2 separate regions of the Oryzias latipes genome follow, and region 2 is linked to region 1. The links are chromatin contacts, called in public Hi-C maps. All regions are on one chromosome and are shown on one strand. The core of a region is the stretch at or near the end of the contact, and the rest is flanking DNA. Distances in the headings are between cores, read along the strand shown.

Evidence for each region. Hi-C and Micro-C count contacts between places; a contact is called where the count stands out from the background.
Region 2: a contact with region 1 is called in a Hi-C map of embryo, with 1.8 times the contacts expected there. The contact joins the promoter of LOC105353880 here to the promoter of lmo4 in region 1. A contact is called at or near these places in 2 of 5 Hi-C or Micro-C datasets (both in embryo).

Annotation. Positions count from the first base shown.
Region 1 is chr4:4,582,298-4,588,779 of ASM223467v1, reverse strand. It overlaps lmo4 (LIM domain transcription factor LMO4), which reads right to left and starts at 1,822. Exons shown (of 6, transcript XM_023954029.1): 1 at 1,378-1,822; 2 at 375-409; 3 at 46-286. The coding sequence starts at 281.
Region 2 is chr4:4,735,721-4,741,627 of ASM223467v1, reverse strand. LOC105353880 reads left to right here and starts at 1,995. Exons shown (of 6, transcript XM_011473780.3): 1 at 1,995-2,279. The coding sequence starts at 2,177.

The DNA of each region.
Region 1 (6,482 bases), core at 573-3,072:
TCCTTGGACAGCCCCACAGAAACGGCCCTAACCCCCCCTTCTCACCTGATGTAATCGTTTCTGCAGAGGATCATGCCGCTTTTCGTGTAGCACGACGTGCCGATTTCGCCCAGCTGGGCCTGGCAGCAGGAGCACTTCAGGCAGCGGCTGTGCCAGTAGGTGTCCATGGTGTAGAGGAGGAAGCGGTCTGCGATTTTGCCCCCGCAGCCCGCACACCGCTTCCAGGACAGGGAACCGGCGCCCACCGCCGGCGGCTGGCTGCTGCCTCCAGGATTCACCATGGTCTCTGAAAAAACAAAACAAAAACAAACATCACGTGTTGATACCAGGTATGCAACATCATCCTAGCAGATAATGGCAGAGTTTTACACCACCTTTGTGGAGATTGTTAACTTTGCAGCTGCAGACTCTGTGACCCCCCAGCAAAGAGAAGGAGCTGATCTCATTACACGAACAAGCCATGTTCTGCTATGAGTCATTTAGTGAATTAATCTGCCCTTGATCTCTGCCTGTGTGGCCCCTGCGCGGGGGCATCGCTGCTGATGAATGTCTGTTAACTGATAACACTGTGGGGCCAAAGGAACAATTCTGCTGCCTCTAAAGTGAAAGCAGTGCCTCTGACTGACTGACTGAGCAGCACAGCCGCTCCTGCTTGTTTACCAACACCTGATGCCCCGCGGGCTTCCACCGACCTGCCCGCCATAACTTCACCGCCAAACGGCCGTTCCCTTCCAGACGTTAATACGTGCTCGGACCCCCCACCCCCATCCACCCTCCTCCACCACCATCACCACCACTCCGGGGCAGCAGCGACGCCGGGATATAAAGCCAAATCTTTGTTGAAAGGCAGGTAGGCCAATTAGGGAAGGAGAAGGCGCGGGGAGGGGGCGCGCGCGCGCACAGACAGAGCAGCATTCAGTAAGCCCATTAGCGATGGCTCTTAGGGACGAACCGCGGCGAACCTCCGCGCTGATTACATCTAAAAGCAGATGAAAAAAAAAAAAAAAACACAACAAAACAAAAAGCCGACCTGAAAGTGACTCCACGCACGAACCGGGCGAGCCATCGTCAAGTTTCCAACAGGCGGGGCAGGAGGAGGAGGAGGGGAGGCTTTTTAGATTAAATGGGTAAGTAATTACACGGTCAGGCAATTTGGGCACAGAGACTAAGACATGGAAATGGAAGGGAGAAAAGGCGAGTGCTAAAGGTCCTGAAAGCTGCTTTTCAACCGGAAAATGTAAAGATTATTGCGGGATAATTACACGGCCATGGGTTCAGTGAAAAAACAAGAGTCTCGGGTATCAAATATCACAGCTATCTTCAAAAGAAAACACGCTTTCAGAGGCAAAGTCTAGACTTTGACACACATATACTCACTTCGTTGGAGTTTAATGGCTGAAGTTCGGGTCTGAAGATTGCGTAGGAGAACGGGTAAGCTCCAGCAGTCCCCAAAAAGTCAAGGAAAAAATGTTTTATTTAAAAAAATAAATAAATAAAAAAGTGCGCCGTCGGTGTCCAGCCCCGCGCGGCAGCGAGCTCGCGACTCGTACAGCGGAGCAAATGGAGTTATCAGATAGTATTTCCAGCGGACGGTTCCTGCTTTTCTGAAAGCGATTTGTGGCCGATGACGGACCCAAAGCTGTCCATCGCAGGATGATTAGGTCTCCGAGACAGTAAAGTTCCCCAAAAGAGCAGAGAAGAGCGGCACAAACCGAGATTATGACGCGAATAACGGAGCACAGGAAATACGACGGTGGATCCGCGGGCAGCTTGTTCTACATGTGTCTCTGACAGGAAGAAACCTCCAGTAAAAAACCCTCTTTAGCCGCGTGACGACAAAGCCCTCTCAGCCAATCCGCTGGCAGCTCATTTAAGAACACCGAATCCAGCCAATCAGAGCAGAGAGAGACTTAGCAAGAGACGCACACAAACAATGTTGTTACACTGGCAAAGACAGGACCCCCCCCCCCCCCCCCAACACTTCTTAAAAACTGAATTTAATGTTTCAATACCCAAAATCTAAAATAGTCAAATTCAGAATCAATTTGAACGTCATTTCTTAATCTCGAAATCACTGCCTGGCTGTGATTAGAGCATCATGGGAAGTCTCTGATTATCTGCATCTCCCTGTAGCATCAGCTCCAAGCTGCATGGCAACATCCAGTAAACTGCATTCACCTCACGTCACAGTTTAATTAGATGACATTCAATAACTACTTAGTTTACTGAGAGTGACTCCAACCTCTGGGAACTGGCGGGACAACAGCTGCGCGGTGGCGCCATCGTCTGCCACCCACAGTAATTGCAGGGAGACTTTCTGCTTTGAAAACCCCATTAAAGTCCACAGGTCATTGATTTCAACACTGAATCTGATTTGTCTGAGGGTTTTCTTTACATGTATTTATCTTAACATTAATATCATGGCAAGCATGAGAGATTAATCATGAACTACATGCGAGAAATGTGTTGCATGTGTCACAAGTTGACATGAAAATATGGCTCTTTTTATTGTATTTTTATTTTAGTTTTTTACTTTAGAAACAAGAAAAATAAAATATAATGCAAAAGAGAAGTTATCTTCAAAGAGATTAACCAGGTTTAAGAGTTTTACATGACAAAAAAAAAGAAAAAAATCCATTTGGATATGATACCCCTGGCTTTGGATGTGTAAAGATGATCTTTTTCTTGACTTTAATTGTTTAATTATTCTCGCAGCTCTGAGGAGATTGCTTTGCATCACACTGATTTCCCTTTTGGCAAAGCCAGCGCTGATCCACCTTGGTTTGAGCCGCATTCTCTTGACACTCTCATCAAGCTTGCCTCTTACCAGAACAAAAACATCCACAGAAGATTGCAAAGAATATCTTTTCCACCAAGGAATGATTAATTGATATAAATGATTAAAACAGAGGGAAATTAGAAAATGAATTTGAAAAGAGGCCTCACAGGAAAAGCTTTGTTTGTTCCAGTCCTCTTTTTAATGAGCTTTTCATAACTGGGCAGGAGAAATTACTTCTTGCAAAAATAATTATTGGAAGTTGGAGTAAGTAGGAGGAGGTGGAGAGGTCAGTGAGAGGAAGAGGAGACGGGCGACGTGGGGGTTCCCTCAGAAATTGATCATCTCCACACTCCGCCGAGATTCCTGAAGTTTCCGAGCAGCTGCATTATGAAAAAAGAAGAAAAGAGGCGAACAACAATATGGCGCAACACAGTTTCAATGTTTAAACAGGAACAAGAGAGCGTCAGATGTGGATCTGAGTGTTAAAACTCCCCACAGGGTAATCTCAACTGACGTGAAAAGAAGACCACGGTCTTTCATAATCAAGCCGCTGGTCCTGTGGGAGTAAGCGGAGCCACACTCAGCTCATTCCCTGACTACAGATTTGCTCTGTTGACTTGACACTGAGCCTCAGAGGCTGTTTTGTCCACACTGCAGGCCACACTCAAGCCAACAACACCCAGGTTAGTTCAGCCATCTGCAGCACCAGAAAAATGGTTGATACCATATTACACAAATCACGTGAATTGATGATACCGTTCAGATTAACCGCAGCTGCTCCCAGATTGAACGGAGAATGGCCGACAGATCATCTCCTAAAGAGGCTGCTTTAAAACACACAAAGTCTCCTATCACTCCAAGCTTTGAGCTTGAATGTGTTTGTGTGGCCATGACCGGATCAAGATGGTTGGTGCATGGATTTTTTCTTTTCTTTTCCAAACAGCCTCCATGTCCTGTAATTGCTGTTCTGACCTTGAAAAATATTTAGAAAAGATGAAACATTTTGCATTGATTCTGGATTTTAAAAGAGGAATCAGGTGTGGATATCTTTCAGTCCACAATAAATCCATAAAATCAAACTTTTTTATTTATTTATTTTTTTGGCGCTCGGGTCAAAGTTATTAGCCTGCCCTTTAAATGAAAAGAAGTCCTCTGAAATTACCATTGCCAAATTGTAATTGTTTATTTAGACATCCCAAGGAAAAAGTCAAGTTAAGTTTAATTAATTTTGCTGAATGGAAAAAAACACAAAAATACCAAGGCTAAAATCATCATCACTCTGATAAGTGGTAGTCAGTATCTTTCACTGAATATCAGCTGACATCAAAGTTTGTGCTACAGCTCCTAAATTCCTTTTTTGTAGCTTTAATCATCTTTCGTTTTCAATGAAAAATTCTTCAGTCTTTAGTGATTTTTCTGACTTAACTTTCAGTTCCATATATAGAATATTTTTTTTTTTAGTCTGGACAAGATTACTACCGGATATCAGGGTTCATTTACAAATCTGTCAGCGTTTTCATAAGAAAACGTATGAAGACAAATCTGCCTTGATTCAATCAAATCCTTGTGAATCAGAAGCAGAGAAAAATTTCCGCTTCATACAGAGCTTATTTGTGATGCAGAAAATACGCTGGATGCTACAAGCTCCCTGCTCTGCTCCATTCTGATGTCTTCACTTGCAGACGAATAGATCCAGGCTTGTCTTTGTTTTCCTCGTCTGAGCTGGAATCTGGATCTAAACTTGTTGGAATTATGTATATAAGGCATCTCATATTTGCTTTTATGCATTACCTAGCTATATAGGTGATATTATCATGTTTGCAGAAGTGTGTGTGTCCAACTTTGTTTCACAGGAAGGTGGAGGTGAAACCCTTAGGGGAAACCGGCTATCTTTGCGTCCTCCCAGCATCTGCCAGAGAACTTGTGTGTTAGCTGTGTCAAGACCGGAATCAAGGGCCTCTCTGTGTCAGTTATCCGTGAGAAAAGGCTTCGCAGGTCCAAAGATGATGTGGGAAGACTGTGAAAGGATGGACATGTTGCAATTAATGTTTAGGATCTCTGTTCTCTCCCCTCGTTAAAACGGTACCTTTGGGCTGTTGGATTTCTTTCCTAATGATGTTGTTCTGATGTTGTAGGTTGTTTTAACCCAACAAAACTGTACGGCTGGGTATCTTCAGTATCGCTCACCATTTTTGTTAACCTGTAATGTTAGGTTGTGGCAGCTGTAAGCTTGCAGGAGAGCATGTAAACAGAGAACTCTCACCAACGGGGAGTGTAAGGGGGGCAGGCTTATACTCCGCGCCACTCGTGCCGCCCACAACTCAGAGGTGAATTTTTAATGAACTACTGCTGCTCTGCAGAAACGGTCAGAGAAAACGACACGAGTTTTGTCTCAATTTGGGCTATAAACGGCGTAATTATGATTAAAAGACCACGGGGAACACTTTTACAATGCGACTGGAGTGGGACTTTGAGATTAAACAGTGTCACCCATAGATAATAATTTACTGCTGCTCCAACTAAATAAAGTCAAGTTGGTCCCCCTTTTTTTATGATACACACTTTTTTCCATGTCGGAAACATAAAATGTTAGCTAGGAGTGATTGATCTGAGTTGATTTGAGTCAGCATTTCCATGGCAACCCCTCTCACCAATCAGGAGTGAGCTTGTCAGAAGGCCACATCCCTACCACTTGAAAGTGGGCAACATGAAATCTTTCAATCAAACTTTTTGAATGCATGCACGTGAGACCACACACTTTTATCGACGCATCTGATTGGTCAGTTTATAACTTGCGCTACAGCAAAAATATGTTCAAAATGAGGAGCATTAAGAACATGTTTATAAAGGGAGCATGCTTATTCTGACCAATATAGTGACTGAGTAATAGCTGCTTGTTTCTCCACAGAGGTCTATGGGGTTTTGGCTTCTTGGAACCAGTGGGTACTTCCTGCTTGGATTCAATCTAGTTTTCGTACCGTCAATGCTGACCTTCCAGCAAAAGTATCCTGGTTCATATTTATGTTTTTTTTATTTTTTGTTCTACATTACAACAAGCTGACAAAAGAATGTCAAGTCAGCTTGGACTCTATTTTTTGTAATCAAATCTGATCACTCATACTTATCCCTAACAAAATTTTCAATCTGTGTTTTGTTGTAGCTGGAGCCAACACCGAGTAGACCAAAGCATTCCAATGCAAACATCATCTCATCAGTTTGATTGAGACTCTCTGAAACTAATGTGTGTAATCACTAATAATCTCATCCAAATGGGAACCGACTCCCTCACTCTGCACAGATATAAAGATTAAGAAAACTAGTACGATGGCCTCTGTCAAACAATTTGGCATCCAGAAACATGGATTTAAGAAGCGGACCAATGACAGCGGCTGTGGTCTATTAGAACGAGATGATTCTGATCTGGAGCACATAAAGCTACAATGGAAGTGTAGAACTGGGACGTGAACCAAGAGATTGTTGACGGTTTGATATAGATCCATGGACTCACAGTATTGTTTTACAACTAATGGACATTTAGGTTGGCTTATCTGTCTCATATAAAGTTGTTAAGGGCATTCTGACCTTCCTAACCTCAAATAATCATCAATTAGTCATTTGCTCTCAAAGCGTTCTTTTGCATTTGTTCGTCTCACACAGGAAAGTGCTTTCATTCCCCTTTAATTATCCATACTTCAGAGTGTTT
Region 2 (5,907 bases), core at 746-3,245, 150 kb before region 1:
ATCAAAAGTTGAGAGTGAAAGGAAGGGCTTAAAGTGAACAATATATTTGTATTTATTTATCGTATTTTCACTTGAATATTTTTTAAATGAGCTGATTTTTTTTTTGTATTTAAAAGTTTATTTTGTTGATTGTATTTGTGCTGAAAGCAAGACATAAATTTATCTTCCTTCCATCAGCCACTTTATTTTACCCTGTTGTGTCATTGTGAACAGGAATGCTTCAGCATTTAACAACATCTCTTGTCAGACTCGAGTCTAAATAAACCTTCAGCTTGTGGACAGGTTTGTTAATAATTTCAATTACACAGACACCAAGGCCACATCTGAGTCCTTAGTGACCCGCACTAAACTCCATGTGACTTTGAGAGCTAAAGAGACTTTCTGCTTTCTGTCTATTTATGTGCTATAATTCCTAACATATCAGAAAAAAGGATGTCTGTTAAGCATCTTCTATTACTTCTATACATCTACATTCTTCTATATTTAGTTGTATAATGATATCTAATTAATTTTTTAAATGTTATGAGTAAAAAAAACAACCATCAAAATTATGAATGAAACTGCCTATTATTTGTTAGAAAAGATTGTCTTTTCTATTTGATGGAGGAATCAGTGTGATCCACAGCTGAAGGTTCTGTTTAAGAAAAATCTGGGTTTTAGACTTTCAACTGCTTTCTAAAAGTGCCTTTTAACAGAGTAGGGAGCCCCCACAATGCCCCCCTCACCGGTGTGATGACACGCAGTGTCCACATAAAGAGAACTGTAAGTATAGAACCAACAGTCTGGAAAAGTGTTTTCATTATTAAACCTGCTATTGCATCATTGTTACTTATGGGTCAAATCAGAATTAGCTTAAAGAAAATGAAAAAGCAGACTGTAAATGTGAAAAACAGACATTTGAAATACATTAAAAAAACAATTAAATAAAAAAAACAAAGATTTACACAATAGGGATAATACTCTTCCAAAGTTTGGCACATCAGAGGAGGACGACACAGGGGGCACAAGCAAGAAATGACATCACCACAACCTCTATCGCCTGATGTCAATCAGGTCCTGGTAGCCAGTGGGCTCAAAGCCCCACCCCACATAAAATTAGGATCATTACTGATACCCAAATAATCTGAATTGAAACTATAAAATGAGTAAAAAGTGAAATTTTTTTTATGTTGAAAACACAAAACAGCAGCTGTTACAAATAAACATTATTTTTCACAGTTCTGGGTTGAAAGTTTTTTTTTTTTTAAGTATAAGTTTCAAAATTACTTTTTTTTCAAATTTTCTATATTTCCTTTAAATTTGCACTGAGTCATATGGAGTTTAAAACAATTATTTTATTTGTGATTGATTTTCAAATGTACAATTGAGTTCTTTATTTACTTTAAGTTAATCCTGATTTGACCACATATGTTACACCATAAAAACATGAATTGATTCACCAGGATGATAAACTAATATGTTTAACCTGCTGCTGTCAGAAAAAAAAGACTAAAATAAACCACCTTACTCAAAGTATAGATGTCATAAAAACCCATCTCAAGACACATAAATGACCTTGAAATTCATTTAGTAAGATGAGCTTATTTAACTCTTTTGATTTTCTATATCTTTCGTAAAACTTAGAAATAACCTTAGGTCAGTCAGATGCGGTTAAAAAGTCCAAATAAATTCTGCTTTCTTTGTTGGAAAGAAACTTGCATCTGTACTTCCCAAAAAGTGTAAACACAAGGAGGGGAATTCCAACCCCGTTACTCATTTCCTACACTGAGTTTTGTTGCAACATTTCATTGTTCTCGATTCCTCTGTTTTATTGTGAAATTCTTTTACTAAAAGCTTTGTACCTTAAATGTGTGAAACCTCATAATTTGAAGCAATAGTTTGCAATGAAGTCTGCTTGTGATTTTGAACAGTCGGACTTCATTGACTTCCCTGAAAGCCTCTCCTTTCTCCTCCGCGTAGCTTCCTGTCCCAGCCTGCCCCAGTGCACTGCTGTGATTGGTCGCTCTCCTCTACAACTTCCGCCCAAATGAAAACACAGAGCTGTCAGCTGACAGAGCAGAGTAAAACAATGACAGGGGAAACTGACTTCTGACGGGTTTTGAAAAGCCTGTGTGGCTGCTGCGAGTGGAAGCAGAGGGATGTTAGGAGAGGGAAGAAGGAGCTGCTGTGTCTGGAGATGAAACAAGTTTTGAACAAGTTCCTTCATATAAAGAGAGACAAAATGGGCAGTGAATACCTGGTACTGTCGTCTACAGTCTCCTGTACAAGTTCATATAAAGGTACGTATAGTTTCTGCGTGAGCCTTCAACGTTTCTGGGGGAGTGAACTGAATGTTGATTCGCAAATTGTTTTCATTTTTGTGAAATATGGAAGGATTTACTGCAATGGCAGCGAACTCTGGCAGCTGGAACACTTTGGTATGCAGCCCTTTACTCATAATGTCCATTTTATGGAAAGAGCAGCGTTCTTTTGGCATGTAGGTGAGGCCCAGCGTTTGGTAACTTACTGGACTGAACCATTTCCAAGTGTTTTCTTTGTACAGCTGCTTGGAATTCAACACAGCCTTTACTTTTAAAAATGAAGAAATCAAAGTCAGAAAAATCCAAATTGTACTGAATAACTAAAATAAACTTTAGAATCCTCATGTGATAGAAAAAGTCCAGATCATTTACTTCTAATAGTACTTAAAGGAGGGCGTGGTCTTTTGACGGACACTTCTGTCACATAACAAGCAGGGACAGCTTTAGTGGGCGTGTTCCAACCACTATTAGGCTTGTTTGTTCCGATTTACTCTTTTTAGGAGAGAAATCAGATTCAGTGACATCATTTCAAGATGCCAACCACTATAGAGCCAACAACTGGATTCAAAGAGGTCTAATTCTACGTTCACACCAGCCTCTGCCACCCGCCTTCAAGCAGCCACATTCAGTGAAAAGTCTATGGAAACGTGTAAACGTGTGCTCTTTGGGCTTCTATGTTGCTACAACATTTATTAAATCCATTTTTGGGCTTTATGTACATTAAGTGCGTGTTAAAAGTTAAACCAGTCGAACTTTGATCTATCAGGGACTTAGATTTGGTAGTGATGTAAGGGTAGCGTTCTTTTCAATTACTTAAAAAATTGCATAATTGCAGAACAATTCTATGACAGCACGTCTTTCATGTGTCGGAATAGAGCTGTAAAAGGAAAAGCCTGAAGCAAGGGTGACCAGATTTGCATCACTTTGACGTTTGGTATCAAACCTCTCCCAGCTGCAGGTGGCAGACATGTGCTAGTATCAGGTAACAGTCCAATGTGAACACCGTAAGCTAAAAGTGTGTTCAATAACCCACATTCACCAAGTTCTTGAACACGCAACACGTGTGCATAGTGTAACACACGAATGGGTCCATAAAGTCACTAGTCTTTATATCTGTTCAGCAGGATAAAAATCCTGCTAATCAATAATGCATAATTTATGTTTAAAATTTCACATCTTGCCTCTAAATGATGATTACCAGTAGATGTTTTTTTTAACCATATAAACTCAGTTATTGTCACTATTTTTTCGTTAAATGTGAGTTTGGCTTTATTTATTATTATTATTTACAGTCTGACCAAATCTGCCAGACTGTCACATGAGTTTTTTATTTCCCAGACTTTGATCTCCATCAGTTGTTTTTTTACTTTTTTACATTTTTTATTCCTTCTTCATTTCTTTAGCTCTGCTCGAGGCCTTTCAGCGTTTATTATACCTTTATGCTCGTCTCAAAACGGTTGCAGCAAAGCACGATAATAGCATTAAAACGATATTTAATGGTGAATTAAAGCAGAATAATTATTCCTAGACTCGTGGATTTCTCTGAGAAACAAGTGCGTCGACCTAACTGCCTTCTCCAAAAGTTTTCCGGCCAACACATCTTGTTTTGGATAATCTGGACAATTTTTTATAATTTTGAAAGATTATGCAATCGATTTAAACAACTTCAACGTGATCAATCTTTTGCTTGACCTTATATGAAACGTATTAAATTCAGAGTATAATAATATTGCTTTTGCTACTATCCATGATGTCCCCTCCCCCATGCGCTAGCCCACACCCCCAGCCAGATGGCTGCCACATAGGCGTTTCCTTGCCCAGATCACGCTGGTTTCCCATCATTCTTTTGTTAATGAGGTCGTTAACCATGAAACAGAGGATTAAATCATCCAAAATCTGGCCTTTTTCTATGTTTGTCATTTTCTATTTTCTGCATTACTCAATGCAGCAAAAACAGAACGGTGCACCTGTGCGTTTCCCACATTTGTGCTGTTCCTTGTAAACACGTGTGTTACTGAGACTACAATAAACGAATCACTTGAACAGCTTACTAAAGCGCGTACCTGAAAGCATGTCCAGTCGGTGGAGGAGTGCAAACATAGATCTTGAGCGACTCGACACGGTCTCATCAGCGAAGTCCGCCGGCCCATCCGGAAACAATGCAACCCATGGCGGCCGCCGCCACTGCTGCTGCACCCAGGCAGTTTTGTTCGCTGTTAAATCATGAGACTCCAGCCAGTTAGTCAAGCAGCCTCCTTCATGTGGAACACTGACATCGTTGACAGTTAATTATGGGAGTCACAGATCACGCAGACATGTCAGCTCCGCTACGATTGACGTGCCACATGTTTACATCTCTGTTGTAATGTTGTTTTCTAGTCATTTCTCAGCAGCTGTACTGTTATTTAGTTGCAGAAGCGCCTCAGGGCTTGCCATAATGATCGTAAAAAGCAGCACAGATTCAGGGAAGTGAAACACTAAAAGACTTGTGGGTATAATTGGAGAACCTGCCATCGCAGTAACTTTGGAGAGATTTTAGGTCAGGCTGTTGAAACATGCACACTCTGTATTACATAGCCTGTCTGTCTGTCTGTGTAGGAATCTTTCCACACTATTATTTTCTGCGTGTTTTAAGTCATTGTGACAGTGGCCAAAAAACCAACTAAACCTAATGTAAAGTTTCACGGGGAGACGAAAAAGAACATGAATTTAGACAGTGGAGTACGGAAGCTACAGGTCAGGACGGTTGTCTTGGTAGTGCAAGTACCATGAAAGGCCAAAAAAACAAAAAAAGGAAAAAAGTTTCAAAGGCATTTCACCTTCACAGCTTGTCTCCAAAACAAGAACACTGCTGGAAAAAAAAGAATGCCTGGTCAGTAAGAAAATCTGCTTACGCAGATTGTGTTGGGTTGGATTAAAAAAACAGTCTTGATTAAAGCATTTTTCATCTCATGATAGATTTCCACCTGAAGGCACAACAAGAGACCCAGAAGAGACAGTTGCTTCAGAGGCAGCGCCTCTGACGGCTGTCTCCCAATGTCTTTATGGGATGGAACCAGCTCATCTGGCCTCTAGCTAAGCTATTTAGTCTTCAACTTCAAAGCTGCTGCTCATTTCTTATTACTACAGCAAAAAAATACATACATTTTGGTCAAATCATACAGTCACCAGAAATGTTCTGTAAATCCTTTCTTTCTATAAATCAACTTGAAATTGTTTTCAATTGTTATTTCAATTTAATTTGAATTATTTTATTTTTTATTTCAAAGTTGGGCTGATAATAAAAACAAAAACAGCTTTTCGTAACACAAGAGTAAAATTTGAAGTTAGAGTACAACCAAAAAATGTCAAATAGTGTTCCCTGTTCAATAATGGCGTCATTAAATAACTCCAGTTATTTTTTTGTCTGTTGGATCTCTGCTTCTATTTAATTATGTCTGTCCTTTTTTTTTTTTTGACAAATGAATTCTTTTACTTTTCAACTAATTTCAGTCTCAGAAAATAAACTTTTTTTTTCAAATCTTAAAAAATAGAAATGGCAAAACAAAAGCAGAAGATTTGATCCAAGAAAAACTGGACAGGGCCAGTTCTTTCCTCATAATTAAGC